Regions from separate parts of the Callithrix jacchus genome. Here region 2 is linked to region 1. A link is a contact called in public Hi-C data. All regions are on one chromosome and are shown on one strand. Each heading gives the region's core, a stretch centred on a gene start, on an enhancer-like site or on the middle of the called end of the contact. The rest is flanking DNA. Distances are from core to core; before and after follow the strand shown. Region 1 holds the start of ADPRS (ADP-ribosylserine hydrolase). Region 2 overlaps TRAPPC3 (trafficking protein particle complex subunit 3).

Region 1 (6,005 bases), core at 2,674-5,173:
CGGGAACCAGTCCCGCGCAGGGGCTTGTGATCCCGGAGAAGTTCTCCTGAACTGTCTCCGGCAGCCGTGTTTTCCCTCTGCAGGTGTTGTCTGCGAACAGGCATAGGAGTTTCTGACCCTTCTGGTTTCTGTGCCATGGCCACGCTGAGCGTCAAGCCCGGTCAGCGCTTCCAGCTGTCCGACTGGCACACCAACAACTACCTGCAATCCACCAATGCCCAGTTGCAGCGAGATGCTTCCCATCAGATCCGCCAGGAGGCCCGGGTGCTCCGCAACGAGTCCAACAACCAGGTTGGGGACGGGAACTCAGCTGGGTGGGCAAAGGGATAGCCCCCAACCACCTGACACCCTCTTTGGCCCTGTCTCTCAGACCATTTGGGATGAACACGACAACAGGACTCGACTGGCAGAGAGGATTGATACTGTCAACCGGTGGAAGGAGATGTTGGACAAGTGTCTGACAGATTTGGATGCCGAGATTGACGCCCTGACACAGGCAGGGAGCCAGGACCTGGTTCCCCGGGGGCTGCTGCCAAAACCTCCCTTCCTTCCCCATGGTTGGGTTGAGAAGACTTTGATGGGGGGGTCATGAGTGGTATGTCCATCCGAGTCACTGGCCCCCTGCCAAAGTAGGGACAAGTGCTACTTCCCCATGGATGGCTCCACCAGCAGCCCCCATCCCCTCTTTTCCTTCTTCTTCTTTTTTTTTTTTTTTTTTTCAAGACGGTGTCTCAGTCTGTTGCCCAGGCTGAAGTGCAGTGAAGCCATCTTGGCTCACTGCAACCTCCACCTCCTGAGTTCAAGCGATTCTCCCGCCTCAAGCTTTCCGAGTAGCTGGGATTCAGGCATGTGCCACCATGCCCAGCTAATTTTTGTATTTTTAGTAGAGACAGGGTTTCACCATGTTGGCCAGATTGTTCTTGAACTCCTGACCTCAGGCGATCCACCCGCCTCAGCCTCCCAAAGTGCTGGGATTACAGGCGTGAGCCACCATGCCGGGCCACACCCTCTTTTCTAGATGAAGGAGTCAGCAGAGCAAAACCTGCAGGCCAAGAACCTGCCTCTGGATGTGGCCATCGAGTGCCTGACCCTTCGGGAAAGCCGGCGAGACATTGATGTGGTGAAGGACCCTGTGGAGGATGAGCTGCATAAAGAGGTGGAGGTCATTGAGGCCACCAAGAAGGCCTTGCAACAGAGGATCAGCCAGGCCTTCGAGCAGCTCTGGTAAGGGAGAGGCAGGTCGCTGGCATGCTCACGGGCCCTTGAGGCTGTGTGCCTTCGGTGTGGAACGCAGGTATTGTAGATGAGGAGCAACCCGCTTTCATGCTACATTTTGGCCCTCTGGTGCCTGTGGCAGAAGATACTAATCGACTGTAGCACTTTTCCCACTGCCTGGACATTGGCTCAAAATACTTCTCATGACCCCGCCCGGGGCAGCCGGTATCCGCTGACTGGAAGCATGAGAGGTGACACCCATTTGCCACCACCTCTGAGTAGCTCCTGTGAGTGTGTGCGTATGAGCTTTTGTGAGCGCAGCTACGTGCGTGTGCCTGCAGGTGTGTAGGGCATGTGGGGGAGGTCAGCAGTTTCATCCAGCTATGCTGCTCTTGGTCTCATTGGCTGCAGCTCCATTATCTTCTACTGGGAAGGGTCACCCCAGCCTCCTCTTCCTGCGGTGTTCCTTAGCACAGCCAGGCCTGCCTCTGGGCCTTGGGAGATGGTTCCTGATGGATTCTGCGCTTTCCCCAGCCTCCTGCAGGAAGTCCGACAGCAGCTCCACTCTGACCATCGGGGCAAAATGGAGACACTGGAGATTGACAGAGGCTGTCTCTCTCTTAACCTCAAGTCCCCAAACATCTCTCTGAAGGTCAACCCCACACGTGTCCCTGATGGGTAAGAAGAATGTCTCAGCCAGTCTCCCCTCCTCCCCTCCCAGGCCACACCCTCCTGACCCCCATTTCCCTGCTGCCCGCAGCTCCACCACACTCCAGCAGTGGGATAACTTCAGTCAGTTCAACAAGGACCGAGCAGAGGCTGAGATGAAAGCAGCTAGGGAGCTGAGGGAGGCCATTGCCCTAACTATTGCTGAGGTGATGGGCCACCCACCCATGGTTCATGGATGGCCCCAGTGTGCGCTCAGCCCATAAATTCTGTTCCCTGCTGTGCACGTGGCCCCCATACCCTCGCCTGAGTAATATCCTCAGTTGGCCGTGAGTATAGACCCTTGCCTTGCCCTGTTTATGTTTTCTCCTTCAGACCAACAACGAGCTTGAAGCCCAGAGAGTTGCAATGGAATTTGCCTTCAGGAAGCGGCTGCGGGAGATGGAGAAAGTGTACAGTGAGCTCAAGTGGCAAGAGAAGAATGTGAGCTTGTATTGGGGCCTGGATGTCCAGCCATGGGATGACGAGCCACCTGCCCCCGCCAGGAGGCCCTGGACCAGCCGCACATGGCGAGTCCAGCTGGTGGAGACCTGTCACTCTGTCCCTGCAGACCTTGGAGGAGATCGCTGAGCTGCAGGAGGACATCCGGCACCTGGAGGAGGATCTGCGCAGAAAGTTCCTGAGCCTGAAGCTGTCCCATACCCGGCTAGAGGCCAGAACCTACCGGCCCAATGTGGAACTCTGCCGGGACCAGGTGAGAGGGCATCCCAGTGGGGCATGGGCCCCCTGGCCAAGGTTTTCTCATGTTCCTGATGGAGCAAGGGCACTGCTGTCACGGGGCAGCACTCAGATAAGGACAGTGTGGCTGACCTGGAACTCCCAACCCTTCTGCGGCCTCCAGGCACAGTATGGCCTCACCGATGAGGTTCACCAGCTACAGGCAACCATTGCGGCCCTGAAGCAGAAGCTGGCGCAAGCACAGTAGGTCTGGAGAGTGGTGGGGGGGCAGTGAGGCCCTGCCCATCAGTGCAGCCTCTGCTGGCTCCCTGCGGCTGTCCTCTTGACTGAAGGCTGTGCACGCAGCCCAGGCCTCCCAGCCTCAAGGGGGCTGGGGGGTTGTCAACGCCCCTCCCTAGGGATGCACTGGACGCACTGTACAAGCACCTGGCCCGGCTGCAAGCTGACATCACCTGCAAGGCCAACTCCATGCTGCTGGACACCAAGTGCATGGACACGCGGCGCAAGCTGACCGTGCCTGCTGAGAAGTTTGTGCCTGAGGTGGACACCTTCACACGTACCACAAATAGAACCCTGAGTCCACTCAAAAGCTGCCAGCTGGAGCTGGCCTAGCCCTGCAGGGCTGCGGGAGGAAGGCAGGAGGGTAGGGTGGGCAACGGAAGCAGGGAGGAGGGAATGAATGGAATAAATGCGGAGGATCTCAGGCCGTCTGTTCTCTGCCCCACTGTGTGTAGCCAGCAGGAAGAGGGTTCTTGGCCACCCTTCTGTCTAAGGAGGAGCAAAGATGGGGAACACCATTCCCCTGAAGTCCATGCACCAAATCCAGTTCCTTCCCCTCCCCTCAGGGAACCCCTCTCTGGGCTAGGCCAGCACTCCTGGGCTCCAGCAGCGCCGTCTCTACGTTGCTGTGCCCCAGCTGGCCCCTTGCCCGCCCTCTTCATGCGTAAGTGAGGCTCACAGAAGGAAAGGGAGGGCTTGGGGTCCCAGCTTCGGTGTGGAGGACCGCCTGCGAGTGCGGAGTTAGGAGTATTCGCCTGCGGGAGACAGTGGCCTGGAGTGGTCCAGTGGTCTGGCTCAGTGCCCATCCCCCAGGGACCCATAGTGGCCTTCCCGCCCAGTTGGCCCAGTGATGAGGAGCGGAAAGAACTGGGGACTGAAAGCACAGGCTGGCGGGAGCCGCGCGGCGCCGCGACTCCGGGCCGCTGGGTGGCGCTGTAAGCCGGACGGCGGAGCGGAGACTCCAGGCCCCAGGGAGCGCAGCGGGCCAGAAGTAGGGAAGCCGCGCGGGTGGCACCGGAAGTGGCGAGTGTCCGGCGCGCGGATGGCGGCGGCGGTGATGGCGGCGGCGGGCGGCAGAGGGGCTGGTGCGGCCCGCTCCCTCTCGCGCTTCCGAGGCTGCCTGGCTGGCGCGCTGCTCGGGGACTGCGTGGGCTCCTTCTACGAGGCCCACGACACCGTCGACCTGACGTCAGTCCTGCGTCACGTCCAGAACCTGGAACCGGACCCTGACACGCCCGGGAGCCAGCGGACAGGTGGGCGGGGCCAGGCGCAAGTCGGAGGCCGTGCTGGGGGGAGGCCAGAGGGGCACGGAGCCTCCGGGGACTACTGGTCAGGGGTGCGGGGGGGATGGCTGCCGAGGGCGCCGGGGTCAGGGCCGGGTGACCCACAACAGCTTGGCCTCAGCGAGTGCTAGCGCGATCTCCGGCCTTAGGCGTCTCGCCCCGAACATCCCCTGCTCGGGCGTGGCAGCACCGGGGCCGCAACAGTGCTGGGCGGAGGCCTGGGCGATGCTGTCTCGGGTTGCGCCTGGTCGGGTGTATAGAGGCTCCTATGGGTCTTCTGGGGTCGCCTCCGGATAAGCCCATCGTAAGCTGAAAATACCCGAGGAGCCTACTGAATGCGTATTAGCATTATCGGAAAGCCGAAAAAAACTTAAGTTGAACCATCCTAAGCCGGGTACCGTCTGTCGCCCTTGCCTACTTAACCTGTTTTTCCTGGTTCTCTGGAGAGTGTAAATCAGCAGGTTTTCCACCACGCAGGGCGTCCTCTGGAAGACGGACTCTAATCTCATCCTTCCCCGCCTGAAACCCTGATGTGATTTCCCATTACCCTTAGTACAGAGCCACATTTTTTATTTTATTTTATTTTTTTGAGACGGAGTTTCGCAGTTGTTACCCAGACTGGAGTGCAATGGCACGATCTCGGCTCACCGCGACCTCCGCCTTCTGGGTTCCAGCAATTCTCCTGCCTCAGCCTCCCAAGTAGCTGGGACTACAGGCGCGCACCACCATGCCCAGCTAATTTTTGTATTTTTAGTAGAGACGGGGTTTCACCTTGTTGACCAGGATGGTCTCGATCTCTTGAGCTCGTGATCCACCCGCCTCGGCCTCCCAAAGTGCTGGGATTATAGGCGTGAGCCACGGCGCCTGGCCCAGAACCACATTTCTTAATGTGTCCGAAGTGGCCTGGCCCTCCCGGACGTCTGCAGTTTCATCTTCCACCAACCTTGGCCTTGCTTTCTGTTCTTGGGTTCCTCACACCATGCTTCCTCTAGGCCAGGCGTTTGCATATGCTGTCTTACCTGTAAAACTAACTTCCCTTCCCTTTTCCTTCCCGTGTGCTGTCAGCTCATCACTCAGATCCCGACTCAGGTAGCAGGTGTGAGGTCAAGCAGAGGAGGTGAATCTTCTTGGAGAGCAGGTAGAATAGTAAGAAAAACGGGCCATAGTCAGAACCCTGGAGAACACCTGTAATTAAGAGGGAAGTAGTGAGGGAGGGAAGGGGGCAAGGGAAGGAAACAGTTTGATAGGTGGAGAAGGGCATGGATATCAACGAAACCTAGGAAAAGATTTTCAAGATGAAGACACTGATCACTGGTGATGTGCTACAGAGACATGAAGTAGGAGGAGATCTGGATCTAGAAACTGTCATTTTCAAGCTGGGTATGGTGGCATACACCTGTAATCCCAGCTACTGGGAGACTGATCACCCAGGAGTTTGAGACTGGCCTGGGCAACATGGCAAGATCCTGTCAACAAAAAAGAAAAGCAGGCCGGGTGGGGTGGCTCATGCCTGTAATCCCACCACTTTGGGAGGACAGCGCAGGCTGATCACAAGGTCAGGAGCTTGAGACCAGCCTGACCAACATGGTGAAACCCATCTCTACTATAAATACAAAAATTAGCCACGTGTGGTGGCGCACACCTGTGGTGGCGCACACCTGTAATCATAGCTACTTAGAAGGCTGAGGCAGGAGAATCACTTGATCCCGGGAGGCAGAGGTTGCAGTGAGCTGAGATTGTGCCACTGCACTCCAGCCTGGGCTACAGAGCGTGACTCCATCTCAAAAAAAAAAATGAAAGAAGAAAAGAAAAACAAAAACAAAA
Region 2 (6,463 bases), core at 1,755-4,254, 52 kb after region 1:
AGCACTTTGGGAGGCTGAGGCAGGCGAATCACAAGGTCTGGAGTTTGAGACCAGCCAGGCCAACCCTGTCTCTACTAAAAATACAAAAAAATTAGCTAGGCTTGGTGGCACGCACTTATAGTCCCAGTTATTCGGGAGGCTGAGGCAGAAGAATAGCTTGAACCCAGGAGGCAGAGGTTGCAGTGAGCCAAGATCACACCACTGTACTCCAGGTGGGGCGACAGAGTGAGACTCCATCTCAAAAGGAGAGAGACTCTTCATTAAGAGCATAGGTTTTGCCCTTTGGCCCAGTTTTGAACCCTAGCTTTTCCACTTACCATATTACCTGGGCAACGTGTAGCCTCCACTCTAAAAATAGAATTCTTATGAGCTGACTAATGCATACAAAGTGTTCAGTAGTGTCTTTAAAGTGGTAAGCACTCAATAAATGGCACCCCAACAACAGGGTTTACATGGCCTTTCTAGGTAAACCTTCTAACTTGGTGGCGAAGCCCAGGACAGTTCATTTTGGGTACCTCTGGAATAACGGTCTGCTTCTAGATTTTGCTGCAGACACTAGAGCCAGAAACGACTCTGAAGAGGCTTCAGTTGCTTATTTGGGCTCCCAGGTTTCCTAGACTCTTTGGTCTGTGGGGAGAAGCCACTGCTAAACCAAGTCAAAGAAAGGCAGGGCCCACGAACCAACCCGGTCGCCTCACACCCTTTTAACAAAACACCTGGTGATGAGCAGAAAGAAAACAGGACATGATTGGGATTTCACTCAAGAATGTGTCTTTATTGAAGAATTTGTAAGAAAAAAGGATGTACCCTCTGTAAAAAGAGGAGATGTTGCCTCCGAACAGCAGGGAGGAATGAGACCTGGGTGGCTTCCCAGAAGTCAGTGTTTCTGGCATAACTGGCTCCTTTCCTGGCAAGCACTATGGTGTGTCACACTACAGCTAGCAATTCCTACCCACTCCCTCCCAGCCTTTCCTCCCTCCACCCCACAACCCTATAGCCATCTGAGGCAAATGGCTTTCTAAAGGCCTGGGGATAGATGTGCCAGGCTTGCCTCTTAATGGGGTCAAAGTGGGTTTTGCTTTGGAAAATTCAAACAGGAATGTAAAATGGTTTGAGCACTTTTTAGTCCAACCAAGGGTGATTACATCCAGCCCTTCTCAAGGGAATGGGAGCAAAGAATGTCGCTCCTGAATGTGCACACGTGGGGTAAATGGACTATATCACAGTCTGCTCTTTATTTGAATGGAGAATGGAAACAGGTTATAAGAATATATAACATCCATGTTCAAGAGTCACTGAGTTCTGGAGGGCAGAGGAAGCACAGAGGCCTGCTGATTCCAACAGTGTTCCTGCTGGCTATCCTGGAGTCCAAGGAATGATTATTCCTCTCCAGCTGGAAGATTGTCCTCAATCCGCCTGATGAACCTCATCCGGATTTCTGTCACACCGTCTCCTTTCAGGGTATCCTGGACAAACTTGGCCTCCACAGCCATCTGGACCTGGGGGACAGTGGGAAAATGAAGGGGTAGCTGCCTGACCACAGCCTCTAAGGAACCAGTGGGGATGGGGCATAACTGACTCATCCACGGCATGTAGGGTTCGTTTCCCACAAAGACAGGATTGACAGCACCAACGTTCCCTTACAGAAGACAGTGGCCCTGACCCTTAAGGAGAAACTCAGCAAAGAATACCCAAGATTGAGACTGTCACCAAATAAGCCAATCTGACAATGGATGTTCCTGGGCTTTGGGGCCTGACAACACCATGTCCCGGGCTGGTAGGGAGAAGCATCAGCATGTAAAGATGTCTGACTTGGATCCTACCTCAGCAGCATCACCATCTCAGGCAGTGAGCCAAAGCCTTTGTTTTCTCTCTTTCATTCATTTCAACACTTATCAAGTTCCTATTGCGTCTTAGGTGTCCCAGAAGATAAAGAGCTGTACTCACCATCTCCAAGGCTCCCCGCAACACCCCACACAAGAGGTTGGAATAAATAAGGGATGAGTGGTTATCAGGAAGTTCCACAAAGTCCACCAAGGGGTTATTTTCCAAAATGAGGGAGAACTCATCACCAGCTGGGCTCCAATTAGTAATACTTGGCGTGATGCCCAAGTACATCTTGAACGCCACCTGTCAGGAGACACACAACAGCACTTTGGGGAAGAGTAGCAGTAACTGTACCACAGGGAGGGTGACAGAACTGGAACAGGGGAAGTAAGTGGCTCAGGCAAAAACCCATGGCCTCCACAAGATGATGAGGCTTTAGATACTCATGCAACAAAGGAGAAGGGTCTGTGCATGATGCTGCGCCCTCCCCTTCATGGCATCACACAATTTTGGCTGTCGTTTTGTTTTCCCAGAAACCTTTTTCTTTCCTAGGCATCATACAAGTAAGCAACAACTCACTCACTGTTTGCCTGTACCTCTCAGTGGAAGGGAGCACTCAGGGAGCACTCGTCTTCTGACATGGTGGCTGCCTGAGTGCAGAGAGGCCCTAACCCACTTCCCTGTCCTCTGACTGTGCTACCTGAATGCACCTTCTTGAAAGTGAATACATGTTACTGGGCAGAGAAAAATGTCCTACCCTATCTACCCTCCTAATTCTAAATTCTCATAAAGCTCTCTCCACTGTCAATCCTCTTTAGGATTTGGGTATGACCAGCAAGCTTACAACAGAAAGACCAATTTTTAGGTAACTGACACCACAAAGTTATGGGTGCTATGTCATTTTTTTTTTTTGAGACGGAGTCTTGCTTTGTCACCAGGCTGGAGTGCAGTGGCACAATCTCAGCTCACTACTGCAACCTCCGCCTCCCAGGTTCAAGCGATTCCTCTGCTTCTGCCTCCGGGGTAACTGGTAATTAAAGAAATTAAAAGTAACTTACCTAAACACAGAACTAAGTAAGTATCGGAGCCAGGTTTGAGTCTGTATTCCCTACCCCATGCTACTCTGCTACACCTTCACGGTGGAAGAGCTCAGGCTTTGATTTCAGTGGGGCTTTAGCCCACGGGGATTAAATGCTATTCCCTAATGACCTGGAACGCTCCTTTGGCCCAAAGAGCTGCCAACCCAGTCTTTTGGGAAAGTAAGGGCCTCTCTAAGAGAGACAGAAAGAGTGGTAAGCCGTGCCTCCCAGCAGTAATTCTTCAGCATGGACAGGTGGCCCAGAATAATGACCTTGGCAATGACATCTGCAGTTTCCCGAAAGTCATGGCACCTCCCGACATTTGACCGTGCCAAGAAATCTTCAATCAGTCGAACTCCAATGTTATAGCCCCTGGAGAGGAAATTAGAGAATAGACTATGATGGAATCTAAATATCTTATTTTTCAACATAAGGTTGTTGGTGGTAAAGGAAAAATGGGGATAATCTCAAAAACATTCCAATAAGTGAGTTCAGTGGGAATGTACCCAAACTGTTGGCTGAGAAAGAGAGAGAACCCTGTTTTAAGCTCTAAAGGACAATACAGACTCAGTGTGCTGGGAGGCCCATTTCTGTCTCTCCTGTAAAGGAGCTGCTCACTCACATTTTGTCCAGCTGTTTATTCACATCTTCATCATTTTCATAGTCCTTGCATAGCTGGGTGACCAGAGCACCATAGGTCAGGGTGAAGAGCTCAGAGCTCTAAAAGAGATTCAAAAGGCAGTCAGGACCAAGCAGCACAAAAGGGAGTGTGGTGAGAGTCTGGATCAGTCTTCATGCAACTGTCAGGATTCCCTCCACCTGTGTCTGGAGGGAAAGAACATCATCCCCTATGGAGGAGCCAGGAAATTTGGCCCATAAGTTCAAAGCGGCAGGGCTGTAGCCAGAACTACTGCAAAATGGGCTGTAGAAGGCACCTTATGCCCTAAGCAATTACTCTTCCAACACGCCAAGGTAGGCTTCTGCCAACCCGAGTCTCCACCACAGCTGTCAAGCCTCAGGTCAGGTCACCAGAATCTGGTATGGAGCAACAGCCATTCACAAGATACTGTGAAAGACCTGAAACAGGCATTTACAAACCAGCTTCTGTTGCTGGCAAGGGCGACCAATGACCAACAGCTTCTGCATATCTTTGAATGTCCTGGCCTGGAGCAAACTGCACTCCCAAGGCCCCTCCCAGAAAGAACAGAGGATCCAGGGGCCCAGTCCATGGGGAAGGAAGGACGTCCCAGACCAAGTTCATTGCACTGATGACCCCTTTCCAAAGTCACCAGCCTGGGAGAAAATAATGTTCTTAACGCACAGCTAAAATATTTCCAGAAAAAGAGATGATTCTTCAGAGGCAACTGGTTTCTATTACAATAGCAGTTAAAAATCACAGAAACTTTCTGAGATAAGGATCTTGTCACTTATCTATCAAGAAATTGATGAAGAAGTGAAATGAATGACAAGTATCAAGACTACAGAATGAAAGCAGCAGGCAGGGGGAAAGGCATTATCAGAGTTAAAGTCAGAAACATATTAACAGCACATCTGGACCAACAGATTCACTCAGAAATAGGGCTGAAAAATCAGGATAACCACCCATTGACTTCCTTCCTTCCTTCATTGTCCATGGTTATCCTGATAACCACCCATTGACAATCTGAAGCTTGTCAGGTTTGAAGCAAAGAACCTTCCTCTCTTCAAGTTTTCTGGGGAAATTTTTTTTTTTCCTTTTCATTCAAGAATTTTCTTACTAGACAACGGGGAAAAAAATTCTAAGAAATGTAAAAGCCAGGGCTCACAGACCCTAATGCTCCTCACCCCATCCCCATGGCCTGATGATGAGGGCACTGTAATAATAATAAGCTGAATGCCTTTTGCTTAAATACTGCATTCTACTTGTATCTCATTTTCTATCCCACGATAACACAGTAATCTAGGAAAGGCAGGAATTAATCCCACTTTAGAGATGAGGAAACTGAGACCCAGAATGGTTAAAGAATGTGCCCAAAGACAAACAGCTAATTACTGAAAAAAGTAGCCAGATGCGGTGGCTCACGCCTGCAATCCTAGCACTTCGGAAGGCTGAGGCAGGCGGACTGCCTGAGCCCAGGAGTTCGAGACCAGCCTGGGCAACCACGGTGAAACCTCGTCTCAACTAAAAATAGGAATAATTAGCTGGGCGTGGAGCTTGCGCCTGTAGTCCCAGATACTCGAGAGGCTGAGGTAGGAGAATTGCTTGAACCCGGGAGGAAGAGGTTGCAGTGAACCACTGCACTCCTGCCTGGGTGATAGAGCGAGACTCTGTCTCCATTTAAAAAAAAGAAAAAGGAAAAGGAAAAAAGTAATTTTGGGGGAAAAGAAATCAAAGGTTTCCAAGTCAATGGTCAACCTACCCACTGTTCCCCCCAACTGTAATAAGCCCTCCTCAAAAAAACAAAAATAGAAACAAATAAAAAAAATACCCAAAAACGTAGCTGCACTAGTCAAAGAAAATCAGTTTCAGGATCAGGAGGCCCTTTGAACTCAACTAAAACAGTCACATCAGTGTCTCCAAGAGACTGTTTACCAAATACGGGAATTAAGGGGAAGCTGTTAAGGCAGGGAAGGATTTTTTTTTTAGTAAAGTCAAGGGCTTGGCATTAGAATGGTTTGGGTATGAATGGATGGAAACAATCCAGCAGTTACCAGTCCAGGGAATTGGCACCACTGCATTAAATCAGGAGAGCTTTCATTTCATTATTAATGAGCCCTTGGATGGAGACTCCAAAAGCCTCAGCCCACCATGATGCCAAGTAACAAACAAATCATGACAGTATCAAGCACCTTATACATGCAGCTACCCCCTATTTACCAATAAGAAAAACCAAGGTGCTGGACAGATCTGTTGGTGGTCATAAAATCAATATAACTGGGCTCTGGGAATGGGATCCCTGAGTTAGGCTCTCCATACCCTCTCCTGATTTGCAAGTCTGTTTTCATCCTCAATTACGAACTAAGCCGTTGTAGAACTGTGAGTGACATAAATGTATAACTTAAAGGCCTTTATGCTTTAAAAATAGAAGTAAGGGCCAGGTGCAGTAGTTCACGCTGGTAATTCCAGAACTTTGGGAGGCTGAGGCAAGAGGATCACTTGAGCCCAAGAATTTGAGACCAGCCTGAGCAACATACTGAGACTCCAACTTTACAAAAAAATTTTAAAAATTAGCCAGGCATGGTGGTACATGCCTATAGTCCCAGCTACTTGGGAGGCTGAGGTGGGAGGATGGCTTGAGCCTGGGACATCAAGCCTGCAGTGAGCTGTGACTGCACCTCTGTACTCCCACCAAGGTAAAAGAGACCCTGTCTCAAAAAAATAAAAATAAATATAAACAAATAAAATAGGAGTGGGGCTATGGTTTAGGAAAAACAAATCATTTATTCAACATTTTCTGCGTACCAGGCTATCTAACAGGACGGAGAGAGACAATACAGCCAAATAAAATACATGATTTGCCAGATGGTGATAGGTGCTATGGAGAAAAATAAAGCACAAAACCAGATTAGGGGCTATT

Evidence for each region. A called contact is a pair of places that touch in the nucleus more often than the background predicts.
Region 2: a contact with region 1 is called in a Hi-C map of skeletal muscle, with 3 times the contacts expected there. The contact joins the enhancer-like site here to the promoter of ADPRS in region 1. A contact is called at or near these places in 3 of 3 Hi-C or Micro-C datasets (induced pluripotent stem cells and skeletal muscle).

Annotation. Positions count from the first base shown.
Region 1 is chr7:72,676,860-72,682,864 of calJac240_pri, forward strand. It overlaps ADPRS (ADP-ribosylserine hydrolase), which reads left to right and starts at 3,924. Exons shown (of 6, transcript XM_002750613.6): 1 at 3,924-4,151. The coding sequence starts at 3,941. TEKT2 (tektin 2) reads left to right here. Exons shown (of 10, transcript XM_054259138.2): 2 at 84-291; 3 at 371-496; 4 at 1,019-1,224; 5 at 1,750-1,893; 6 at 1,976-2,090; 7 at 2,257-2,364; 8 at 2,492-2,635; 9 at 2,783-2,862; 10 at 3,018-3,322. The coding sequence starts at 136. The coding sequence ends at 3,231.
Region 2 is chr7:72,729,482-72,735,944 of calJac240_pri, forward strand. TRAPPC3 (trafficking protein particle complex subunit 3) reads right to left here. Exons shown (of 3, transcript XM_009000895.4): 2 at 1,948-2,130; 3 at 755-1,499. The coding sequence ends at 1,380. Among named protein-coding and RNA genes, the nearest start is that of TRAPPC3, 8.9 kb to the right of the region's middle. Within about 2 kb of position 3,005, at least 2 of the 16 cell types and tissues checked have an H3K27ac peak or open chromatin away from gene starts, as enhancers often do. A contact at or near this core is called in skeletal muscle, where this site is marked.